Regions from separate parts of the Macaca mulatta genome. Here region 1 is linked to region 2. A link is a contact called in public Hi-C data. All regions are on one chromosome and are shown on one strand. The core of a region is the stretch at or near the end of the contact, and the rest is flanking DNA. Distances in the headings are between cores, read along the strand shown. Region 1 holds the start of SOX4 (SRY-box transcription factor 4). Region 2 holds the start of LOC106997839.

Region 1 (6,363 bases), core at 1,127-3,626, 68 kb before region 2:
TCTATGCACACCAGATAAAATGAAGTTTATAACACAGCAACACTGTTATGCAGAAAAGGTGCCTGTGTGTTTTTGGTTTGGGTTTTTCTTTTTTTAAGGATTTGTTTCTCATTTAAAAAAAAAAAAAGTATATAATACAAGTAGCTAATGGTCAAAAATTATTTGCTTTTACCCACAAAAACAGTTTTGCTTGTGGTTGATCCTTACAGAGCCAGTCAGATGGCTACATAGGGTGTTCTTTCCAGTAAAATTCTAAGTCTGACAACCTGGGCCTATTGCCAGCCTACATACTTTATAAGTTTGACAAGATAAATAGAAATTTACTACCCAGCACTAGTTTACTCTGAATCAAAAGCTGACTTAATTATTTTGGATTGATCTTACCTAACCACTTATGGTTGGCCTGAAGAATATTAGTTTCCTATTATAGTGTTAAGGAAAGCTGATTTTTACTACAATTCTAATTTTCAGACGTTGGAAAACAAGTAATTTCTGTGGCCAACATTTATTTTGAATACCTTGGCATCCTTTCTTTGCCACATTCTTCTTAGTATTCTTCATGGAGTTCCTTTCTTTTAAAATCAATGGAATGGCAGGGTTGCCACTATTGTCCTTGTATGGTTCACATCAATGATCTGTTGTTGTTATTATTATTATTATTTATTATTTGAGACAGAGTCACACTCTATCACCCACTGGAGTGCAGTGGCTCAATCTTAGCTCACTGCAACCTCCTGGGTTCAAGCAATTCTCCCACCTCAGCCTCTCAAGCAACTGGAATTACAGGCACAAGCATCCCGGCCCAGCTAATTTTTTTATTTTTTTATTTTTAGTAGAGACAGGGTTTCACCACGTTGACCAGGCTGGTCTCAAACTCCTGACTTCAAGTGATCCACCCACCTTAGCCTCCCAAAGTGCTGGAATTACAGGCGTGAGCCACCGCGCCTGGCCTGTTATTACTTTTTTACATCAGTGGTTATTCTGTGTTAGTCTCTTGAACAACATGCAGCTTTTACTAGGAGCATGTCTGGTATTTGAATTAGAAAGGAAGGTATTAGTATTCATTGAGGGCTTACAATAGAGCAGGTGCTTCATAGTCACAAATTCTTTGACCCCTCACAACAACCCTCTATGAAGTAGCTCCTCCATATAATAGATGAGGAAAACTGAGACTTCGCCACATCCCCATAGTTACAAACCAGTAAGAAGGATTAGCAGCCAGGTGTACTATGAATCCGGAGGCCCTACTCTCTTCTGCTACCACTTATCACCTCCTTCTACAGTTTCTCTTTGCCTTGGTTTTTCAGTTCCCTTCGATTCAAGTAACAAATAACAAGAGGAAATATATAAGAAGGAAAGGAGGGAGATGGCTTTGGGAGGAGGAGAGGGAAGAGAGTGAAGCAATCTTTAATTCTGAAAACAGGGAAAACAAATATTTAGAAAGTAAAACCGATTTCCATCCTTTACATACGATTATACATCCTATACAAAACTCTGGAAATTTGCCCATTGAGGTAATTATGGAGCACTACCTAATGTGTTTCACGGAAAGCTCCTCTGTTTGGGCTATGCAGGATTTACAGGGAGTTTAAATCATTAAATAACCATAGTTGACCCCTATTTGGTTAAGAGAGTAAGCAATTATTGCAAAGAGGTCTTCCCTGCCTTCCACAAACAGCACAAAAATGGTTCTGAAGGGATTTACACAATACATCAACATCTGTGCTGTACCTAGAGTTGTTAAAATAATTGTGATGACAGGTGTCTAGGTACCACTTTCTTAATGGTTTTCAATATCCATTGATTTATTGTTGTGGCTTTCTCTTCCCCTTTACAGCTTTGGCTTTAAGAAAGAGCTGGGGAACAGATTTTGCACGAGAGGCTGATTCTTTATTCCAATGCTGAAAAGAAGTAATAAAAATAATCACTTGGCTTTTAAGCAGAAAGCTTCCATTTACAGTATTTCACCCTTACCCCGCCCCCTTCCAAGCCCCTTGTTATCTAACATAATGGTTAGAATACATTTCCGTCTCTCCCTTTAATAATTTCATGCATTAACATCCTCTTCACACACTGTACACACACGCACGCCCGCACACACACGCGCGCGCATACACACACACAGCAAAAGGAAAAAAGAGGCAGCAGAAATCTCAGCTGTACTTCTAGCCCTTTTAAAAAGTTTGCTCTGTAAATTGGAATGAGGTCAGATTTGGAGCTTCTCATTGCACGCGGAGATTATTATTGCATCGGGTTCCAAGCCAATGGGAAGCCCGGGGGAGGGGTTTGGCATGAGGAAGCGTTGGTTACAGCAGCTGATTGGCTGCAGCCAAGACTGTGAAAGGATAAAGAGGCGCGAGGCGGAATTGGGGTCTGCTCTAAGCTGCAGCAGGAGAAACTGTGTGTGAGGGGAAGAGGCCTGTTTAGCTGTCGGGTCTCTAGTTCTTGCACGCTCTTTAAGAGTCTGCACTGGAGGAATTCTTGCCATTACCAGCTCCCTTCTTGCAGAAGGGAGGGAGAAACATACATTTATTCATGCCAGTCTGTTGCATGCAGGCTTTTTGGCTTCCTACCTTGCAACAAAATAATTGCACAAACTCCTTAGTGCCGATTCCGCCCACAGACAGTCCTGGAGCCAGAGTCTTTTTTGCTTTGCATTGTAGGAGAGGGACTAAGTGCTAGAGACTATGTCGCTTTCCTGAGCTACCGAGAGCGCTCGTGAACTGGAATCAACTGCTTCAGGGAAAAAGAAAAAAAAAAAAAAAAAAGACTTGCCTGGGAGGCCGCGAGAAACTTGTATTGGAAGCTTCAGCAACCAGCATTCGAGAAACTCCTCTCTACTTTAGCACGGTCTCCAGACTCAGCCGAGAGACAGCAAACTGCAGCGCGGTGAGAGAGCGAGAGAGAGGGAGAGACTCTCCAGACTGGGAACTATAACTCCTCTGCGAGAGGCGGAGAACTCCTTCCCCGCATCTTTTGGGGACTTTTCTCTCTTCGCCCACCTCCGCCCCTGCGAGGAGTTGAGGGGCCAGTTCGGCCGCCGCGCGCGTCTTCCCGTTCGGCGTGTGCTCGGCCCGGGAAGCCGGGAGGGCCCGGCGATCGCGCCGCGGCCGCCGCGAGGGTGTGAGCGCGCGTGGGCGCCCGCCAAGCCGGGGCCATGGTGCAGCAAACCAACAATGCCGAGAACACGGAAGCGTTACTGGCTGGCGAGAGCTCGGACTCCGGCGCCGGCCTCGAGCTGGGCATCGCCTCCTCCCCCACGCCCGGCTCCACCGCCTCCACGGGCGGTAAGGCCGACGACCCGAGCTGGTGCAAGACCCCGAGTGGGCACATCAAGCGGCCCATGAACGCCTTCATGGTGTGGTCGCAGATCGAGCGGCGCAAGATCATGGAGCAGTCGCCCGACATGCACAACGCCGAGATCTCCAAGCGGCTGGGCAAACGCTGGAAGCTGCTCAAAGACAGCGACAAGATCCCTTTCATTCGAGAGGCGGAGCGGCTGCGCCTCAAGCACATGGCTGACTACCCCGACTACAAGTACCGGCCCAGGAAGAAGGTGAAATCCGGCAACGCTAACTCCAGCTCCTCGGCCGCCGCCTCCTCCAAGCCAGGGGAGAAGGGAGACAAGGTCGGTGGCAGCGGCGGGGGCGGCCATGGGGGCGGCGGCGGCGGCGGGAGCAGCAACGCGGGGGGAGGAGGCGGCGGTGCGAGTGGCGGCGGCGCCAACTCCAAACCGGCGCAGAAAAAGAGCTGCGGCTCCAAAGTGGCGGGCGGCGCGGGCGGCGGGGTCAGCAAACCGCACGCCAAGCTCATCCTGGCAGGCGGCGGCGGCGGCGGGAAAGCAGCGGCTGCCGCCGCCGCCTCCTCCTTCGCCGCCGAACAGGCGGGGGCCGCCGCCCTGCTGCCCCTGGGCGCCGCCGCCGACCACCACTCGCTGTACAAGGCGCGGACTCCCAGCGCCTCGGCCTCCGCCTCCTCGGCGGCCTCTGCTTCCGCAGCGCTTGCAGCCCCGGGCAAGCACCTGGCGGAGAAGAAGGTGAAGCGCGTCTACCTGTTCGGCGGCCTGGGCACGTCGTCGTCGCCCGTGGGCGGCGTGGGCGCGGGAGCCGACCCCAGCGACCCCCTGGGCTTGTACGAGGAGGAGGGCGCGGGCTGCTCGCCCGACGCGCCGAGCCTGAGCGGCCGCAGCAGCGCCGCCTCGTCCCCCGCCGCCGGCCGCTCGCCCGCCGACCACCGCGGCTACGCCAGCCTGCGCGCCGCCTCGCCCGCCCCGTCCAGCGCGCCCTCGCACGCGTCCTCCTCGGCCTCGTCCCACTCCTCCTCTTCCTCCTCCTCGGGCTCCTCGTCTTCCGACGACGAGTTCGAAGACGACCTGCTCGACCTGAACCCCAGCTCAAACTTTGAGAGCATGTCCCTGGGCAGCTTCAGCTCGTCGTCGGCGCTCGACCGGGACCTGGATTTTAACTTCGAGCCCGGCTCCGGCTCGCACTTCGAGTTCCCGGACTACTGCACGCCCGAGGTGAGCGAGATGATCTCGGGAGACTGGCTCGAGTCCAGCATCTCCAACCTGGTTTTCACCTACTGAAGGGCGCGCAGGCAGTGGGGAGCGCCGGGGGTAGGAGAGGAGAAAAAATAAAAATAAAAAATGAAACGAAAAGGACAGACGAAGAGTTGAAAGAGAAAAGGGAAAAAAGAAAAAAAAATGAGCAGGGCTGGCTTCGACCGCATTCCCGTCGTCGGAAAGCGCGGCGGCGTTTTGGACCCGCGCTCCCATCCCCCACCTTCCCGGGCCGGGGACCCACTATGCCCAGCCGGAGGGACGCGGAGGAGGCAGAGGGTAGACAGGGGCGACCTGTTATTGTTGTTATTGATGTTGTTGTTGATGGCAAAAAAAAAAAAAGCGACTTCGAGTTTCCTCCCCTTTGCTTGAAGAGACCCCCCTCCCTTTCCAAAGAGCTTCCGGACTTGTCTGCACCCCCAGCAAGAAACCGAGTTAGTTTTCTAGAGACTGAAGGAATCTCCCCATTCCTGCATCACCACCTTGGTTTTGTTTTATTTTACTTCTTGGTCAAGAAAGGAGGGGATAACCCAGCGCTCCCCTCCCCTCCCCCCTTTTTAAACGCCTGATGAAGACAGAAGGTTCCGGGGTGACGAGTTTGGCCGATGGCAGATGTTTTGGGGGAGCGCCGGGACTGAGAGACTCCACGCAGGCGAATTCCCGTTTGGGGCTTTTTTTTTTCTCTCTCTTCCTTTTCCCCCTGCCCCGTCTGCAGCCAGAGGAGGAGATGTTGAGGGGAGGAGGCCAGCCAGAGTGACCGGCGCTAGGAAATGACCCGAGAACCCCGTTGGAAGCGCAGCAGCGGGAGCTAGGGGCGGGGGCGGAGAAGGACACGAACTGGAAGGGGGTTCACGGTCAAACTGAAATGGATTTGCGCGTTGGGGAGCAGGCGGCGGCGGCTGCTGGTCCTGCGCCTGCCTTCTACGTGAAATCAGTGAGGTGAGACTTCCCAGACCCCGGAGGCGTGGAGGAGAGGAGACTGTTTGATGTGGTACAGGGGCAGTCAGTGGAAAGCGAGTGGTTTCGGGAAAAAAAAAAAAAAGAAAAAAAGAAAAAAAAAAGGTTTTTTTCTTCTCTTAATCGGAATCGTGATGGTGTTGGATTATTTCAATGGTGGGGTTAATATAGCATGTTATCCTGTCTATCTTTTAAAGATTTCTGTATAAGACTGTTGAGCAGTTTTTAAAATAGTGTAGGATAATATAAAAAGCAGATAGATGGCGCTATGTTTGATTCCTACAACGAAATTATCACCAGCTTTTTTTCATTCTTAACTCTCTAAAGGATTCAAACGCAACTCAAATCTGTGCTGGACTTTAAAAAAACAATTCAGGACCAAATTTTTTCTCAGTGTGTGTGTTTATTCCTTATAGGTGTAAATGAGAAGACGTGTTTTTTTCCTTCACCGATGCTCCATCCTCGTATTTCTTTTTCCTTGTAAATGTAATCAGATGCCATTTTATATGTGGACGTATTTATACTGGCCAAACATTTTTTTGCTTTTGTCCCTTTTTTTCTTTCCTTTCTTTTTACTTTATTTCTTTATTCCTTCCTTTTTTTTTTCCTTGTTTTCTTTCTTTTTTTTTTTTTTTTTTTTTTTGGTAGTTGTTGTTACCCACGCCATTTTACGTCTCCTTCACTGAAGGGCTAGAGTTTTAACTTTTAATTTTTTATATTTAAATGTAGACTTTTGACACTTTTAAAAAACAAAAAAAAGACAAGAGAGATGAAAACGTTTGATTATTTTCTCAGTGTATTTTTGTAAAAAATATATAAAGGGGGTGTTAATCGGTGTAAATCGCTGT
Region 2 (5,795 bases), core at 2,451-4,950:
TTTAGCTCAAGTGATCTGCCTCCTCAGCCTCCCAAAATGCTGGGATTACATGCATGAGCCACCACGCCCGACCTCAGTCCTTTCTTATTAATTGGTTGATAGTCTTTTTTAACAAGATAAACTAATATTTCATAAAGAAAACAATTTACCCTGCACAGTACCGTTAAACTTGAAATCCTAGAGAATACTGTGGGAAGTTCATGTGGGCTTCTAAGTAAACTTTCCAAGATCTAAAACTCATAAGGAAACCATACATGTAACTTGGCAAAGATAAATGACTGAGAGTGTCTGAACAAGTGAGAATCAACCAGGTTAGGCTACGATTACGAACAACCCTAAAATTTCAGTGGTTTGTGATAAGAAAATTTCATTTTTTTGTTCACACTAAATGACCACTGAGGGTTGACTGGTGGGTACTCAGTTTGGTACCCAGGCTAAATCAGCATCCCTATCCAGCACTGTAGCAGATGGAAAAGGGGCATGTCAAAATCATACACCAAAATCTTAAAGTTTCCACCTGGAAGAGACAAACATAGTTCATGCTCGCATTTCATTGGCCAGGACAAATCATGTGGCCACATCTGACCCAGGATAGGCAGGGAATTGCATTCTACCATGTAGCCAGAAAGAGAGAAAAATTTGCTGAATAGCACTGATGACTACTACAGTGATAACTTCAGAAAAACAGAGGTGAAAGCAACCTAAGAAAATTCTGGAGCTAGGAACAGCATTAAGCACCTATAATTATGTGAACAGTTGATGACCTATTCGTAATGGTGGCTAAGAGGATATTTAATATATCATTTCACACCTATGAAAAAATGTTGCGGCCGGGCAAGGTGGCTCACGCCTGTAATCACAACACTTTGGGAGGCCGAGGCGGGTGGATCACCTAAGGTCAGGAATTCGAGACCAGCCTGACCAACATGGTGAAACCCCATCTCTAATAAAAACACAAAAATTAGCCGGGCGTGGTGCTGCACGCCTGTAATCCCAGCTACTCAGGAGGCTGAGGCAGGAGAATTGCTTGAATCCAGGAGGCGGAGCTTGCAGTGAGCCAAGATGGCGCCACTGCACTCCAGCCTGGGCAACAGAGTAAAAAAAAAAAAAAAAAAAAGAAAAAATATTGCATTAAGTAGTTGGCCAATTAATGCTATAAGAAGTTTGCAGAAAGACACTGTGGGATCTCTCACTGGTCATATAGTATGGGAAATGTTTATCATACTTCTTCACTCTCGTGGGGGATTCAATCAAAAGCTATGTTACTTCTGACTAATTTTTTCAGCAGTGTGATTCTAACGGTATTCCTGTTGCATTGCTGATTGCCAGCATTAGACTTATGGAGCTTCTTTCTGTTTATCTAATGACTCTATGTGCAAAACTTTCACATATGACATATGATTCTACTTATTGCTACTTATTTCTTTCATATTAGTATGCTATCTAATTTTAAACTATTACATAGAAAATGAACTAGTTAACTCAAAACATTTCTCATTACTGAAATAACGTCTTTTTTAGAGAAAATCGGATATCGTAACTTCATTCTCCAAATAGAACAGAGTCCTCCCTTTAGAAGGAACATATATAAGAGGTTTCTTAGGTTGTGTTTCCCCAGAAACTGACCCAAAGGGTAGGATTTGAGGGCAAGTATTGTAATCTATTTGGGATGTGATCCTGGAAAGCATTGGTGGGGAAGAGAGTAAGGAATTAAGTAGGGAAACCAGGAAGGAAGGAAGGAAGGATAGCAGGCAGGTAACACTGTTCCCTAAAGGGGAGGTTACTGCTGTGTGTACCTGAACCTCAAAAGTTGGGCACCTTTGGGAGACTAGAGTACAATTTACCGTAGTCCTAAGCTCAGTGGGAAGCTGGAGTATTTTTATGTCAACATCTTTTTTTTTTCTTTTTTTTTTTTGAGACGTTGTGTTAGTTTGTTGCCCAGTCTGGAGTGCAGTGGCACTATCTAGGCTCACTGCAATCACCACCTCATGGGTTCAAGCAATTCTCCTGTCTCAGCCTCTTGAGTAGCTGGGTTTACAGGCACATACCACCACGCCCCACTAATTTTTGTATGTTTTAGTAGATACAAGGTTTCACCATGTGGGCCAGGCTGGTCTCAAACTCCTGCCCTCAAATGATCCACCTGCCTTGTAAAGTGTTGGGATTACAGTTGTAAGCCACCATGCCTGGCCTCAAAACCAATCTTTGATTGGTTGAGGGCTGCTCTGAGAGGAATTAACTGCTTGGCTCCTCTGGCTTGCCCCTCTGCACTGGCAAAGTGGGGTCTGGCAGCCAGAGGAAGCCCTTGAATGGGGAAGCAGAGAGGGAAGAGTAAGATGCCATTGGCCTGCCAGTAGGAAGCCCATGACATACTGTTGGAGCCCCAACCCTGTTAGTACAGAAAAGATACCTGGCTTATATGCTCTGCTATATCCATCTTTGAGCCTAGATGATGTTAATTAACTCTTTAAAAAGATATTAAAGCTCTGGTGACATCTGAGAAAAAGATGGTATGCTTTAAAAGGTAGGAGTGTACAGCTCATACATTGTCCCAGCAGCCGGCTTTATTACAGAGATGGAGCTCTGATGGGTGGAAGACCAAGATTCCAGGAAGAAATCAGTTAGTTCACCAGCAGGTTGGGAAAGAGAGATACTTCAAACAGCTCTGAGAGCAATATTTCATAAAGACAGGCAGCAGGAAGAAAGCCTTCTTAAGGCCATATTGACTTTTGCACCTAGCAAATGACCCTTATTCTTCATTCCCTGAAAAAAGAGAGAAACAAACAGTAAACATTTTCAAAGGATCGGTAATGCTTTAATAGCTCTGCTTAGTAAGTGGAGTATTGGGTGTTATTTCGAAGTCAAAAACCCTATCTTGGTTGATTTACCCTATAACCTGGATTTTCGAGAGGCAGCAGAATGGAATTGTCTCAAAGTACTGACTTTTCATTATTTTCCATGCAGATCCCTGAGGATAAGAGAAGGAAAGGTTTTGTCTCGGGGAGGGTAGGCTTCTCCTAAAAAGAGAATTCTGGAAGTCAACATAATTAAACAAAGAGGAAAATGTGCCAGACAGGAGTGGGTGGGGGCTGTTTTCTCTTTGTGGTTGGTTGTGGTGCGTTCAAGATTCCTCGCCTAAGATGAGGTTCCTGAGCTTCCAGTAGCCGACTGACTGCCCGAGAGACCCAGGGCTCCGCGAGGCGACGGCGCAGGTGTCGAGGCTCCCTGAAGGTGAGGAGGCCGACGCTCCAGGAGGCCCGCCCAGGCGGGCCCTGAGTCCTGCCTCACGGCTGCTCCCTGGGATCCGAGGGCGGAACGGGACGCGCAGGAACCCGGCCCGACGGGCGCGGCTCACACCCGTGCGCTTCCTGCGCCCTGGGCCTCAGCGGCCAGAGCCGCGGCCCTGCGCGTTGCCGGCGGCCGCTTCTTTATCTCTTGGCCACCTCTTTCCTCTGACCCCACTGCCCAGCACTGTACGCGTCCAAACTAAAGAAACATCATTCCCTTAAGGAGCTGGGGAAAGCGCGTGCTCCGCTCGCCCTGGCACCGGGGGTCGCCCAGCTCGCGGGCCGGGACGGGTGGCGCAAGAGGTGGTGCTCCCTGTCCGGGAGGGGACGGGGAAGAGGGCATCTCTGGTCCTGGGATGCAATTGTCCCGGTTTCTCCTTCTGGCCCCCTTCGCCGCGCGCACGAACTCTAGGGGAAGTTGGCTGTAAAGTTTCCGAGAGCGGCGTGGGCTGGTGCGAGTGAAGCGCTGGGCGGGGGAGGCGAGGACAGAAGCTCTCCTCGCGGCGTCTTTGTTCTGCTCTGGAGGAGAGACCTTGGCAAGGAGTCGCCGGGCGGGTGCAGGGACCTACCGCCACGACATTCCGGACCCAGCGGGAGCCCTCCCCTGAATGCCCCTCCCCCCGCAAGCCTACCCAGGACATAGCCCCCAGGTCCCCAAGCTTCCGTCTGCCTCATCCCTCTACCCCCAAACTTCATCAACCCGAAAAGATCCCAAGTCTGGGATGGGGAGAAAGGAAAGAGGGTGGAAGCAAAGGTGCGCGGCAGGCTGGATACCAACTAGAGGGTGGGTGTTGGCATGGGAATGTTTTTTTCTTTTGCCCTAGAAATTGCTTCCCCATGCGGGCCCCCACTCTCTCCCATTTCCCCCGCCTCCCTGCTTTCTTTTTCTTCAATTCTAGTGAACCTAGAAGGAAAACGAGTGCTGCTCTGAGTCACTCAGCGAGCCAGTGCTGTGGCCCGAAGTTGGGATCAGGGTCGAGGGGTGGGGGACCATTTGGATGGGATCCCAATTCTAGAGGTTGAGGATGACAGCAAAGGACCTGGGGAAGGGTCAGAAGCTGTCCCTGGTCCGAGACACCTGATTTGTCCGGGACAAGGCAGTGGGGGAGGGGAAGGGAAGAGGGGATGCTCGGCCGGGACGTGTCGCGGCAGGGGGTAGAGGATGAGGAGGCGGTCTGGGACCCCGACTCATATCTTTGGGGTGAGCACGAGGATATGGTGTAGGGAAGAGGACGAGTGAGCAGCGCCTGGCTCTAGGGTCGGAGGGAGCCTGATCGTCCTGAGAGCCTTACCTTCGCAGTTTGAGATTAGGGGAAGTTCGGGGCCTGAGAAGGTGGGCACGATGCTGGAGCTGGGAATCCTTCCTTGGAGCCCCTGGACCGAGTTGCGCTGCGCCTACAGCAACAGGTAGCCCCGAGGGATGGATGGAGGCCCCGGCCGAACCCCGAGCTGGCCTTTGTCCTGCCAATTAGAGGGTTCTCCAGAGGGACAGCGTGGGTGGGGGTAGGTGGGGAAGGGTGGGTGAGGAGAATTTCCTAACACTTGGAGCCCCTTAGAGTTGTTCTGTGTGTTGGGTGGAGGAGGGTGAATCCGAGAGGACGAAGGAGGATGAAGAGCCTATCCTGCGCCCCACCTCTGATTGTGTAAGCGCCTTTATCTAGGGTTGACCCCCTACCCTTTGCATTTTGTCTCTTGGGATGACGAAAAACGGGCAGAAACTCGATGCCCAAGTGAATGGTTCACATTGATTGGCAGGGAAAGTGCAAACAAAGAGGTGCATCTCCGGGAAACAATGATTTTGGAGATCCCCTGCCCACCGCCCCAGACTTGTGCGCGGTGCGGAGGGGGCCAGGGCTGGCATCTCCCGGGAAAAGTTTCGAGCCAGGCAGTGGGAGGAGACGGTCCGGGCAGAGTTGCGATGAACTGGGGACCGAGCAGCCCCAGCTCGCCTCGGAGGTTCCCGAGCCGGGCGGGAGATGCGGGGAGAGGGAGGGGGCGGGGAGGGAGGGGAGGGAGAGAGGAAGAAGGGGTGAGAGGGAGAAACCTGCCGCCGCTCGCCGCCTCTTTGTCTGCTCCGGGACTTGGAACAAAAGGGGGAACTCTGATGAACTCTCTTTCCTCCCCTCTCCCCGGACGCCGGGGTATCTCCCTCTCGCAACTTTGCCGCCGCGACTTTCTCTGCTGTCAGGCCAGGAAAAAGTGTCCAAACGCCTCGCGGACTGCAGCGGGGGAAATGTCCCTTAAAAGTGCGACGAAGTGGGGAAGAAGGTGAGTGGGGACTGTTGTCCTGTTTACCTCTCTCCCCTCAACTCGCCCCGCTCCCCGCCCTTCGGAGGGCAGAGGAGTAGCTCAGTGGCAAAGTTTGGCTGGTAAATTGTACCTCCTTTCCCCATTCCCCTCCCTTTTGTTCTTTAAAGAACTCGCGCAATTGTTTCATTTGTTTATTTTTAATAGGCAAAAGCCAAGTAGGCATTTATCTCATGTGCTTCTTTATATGAGGGGCTGGGG

Evidence for each region. A called contact is a pair of places that touch in the nucleus more often than the background predicts.
Region 1: a Hi-C map of fetal cortical plate shows a contact between it and region 2, with 2.3 times the contacts expected there. The contact joins the promoter of SOX4 here to the promoter of LOC106997839 in region 2. A contact is called at or near these places in 2 of 14 Hi-C or Micro-C datasets (fetal cortex germinal zone and fetal cortical plate).

Annotation. Positions count from the first base shown.
Region 1 is chr4:161,525,792-161,532,154 of T2T-MMU8v2.0, reverse strand. It overlaps SOX4 (SRY-box transcription factor 4), which reads left to right and starts at 2,376. Exons shown (of 1, transcript XM_001098923.5): 1 at 2,376-6,363. The coding sequence starts at 3,158. The coding sequence ends at 4,585. It also overlaps the pseudogene LOC114677687.
Region 2 is chr4:161,459,619-161,465,413 of T2T-MMU8v2.0, reverse strand. It overlaps LOC106997839, which reads left to right and starts at 3,700. Exons shown (of 11, transcript XR_013417061.1): 1 at 3,700-5,555.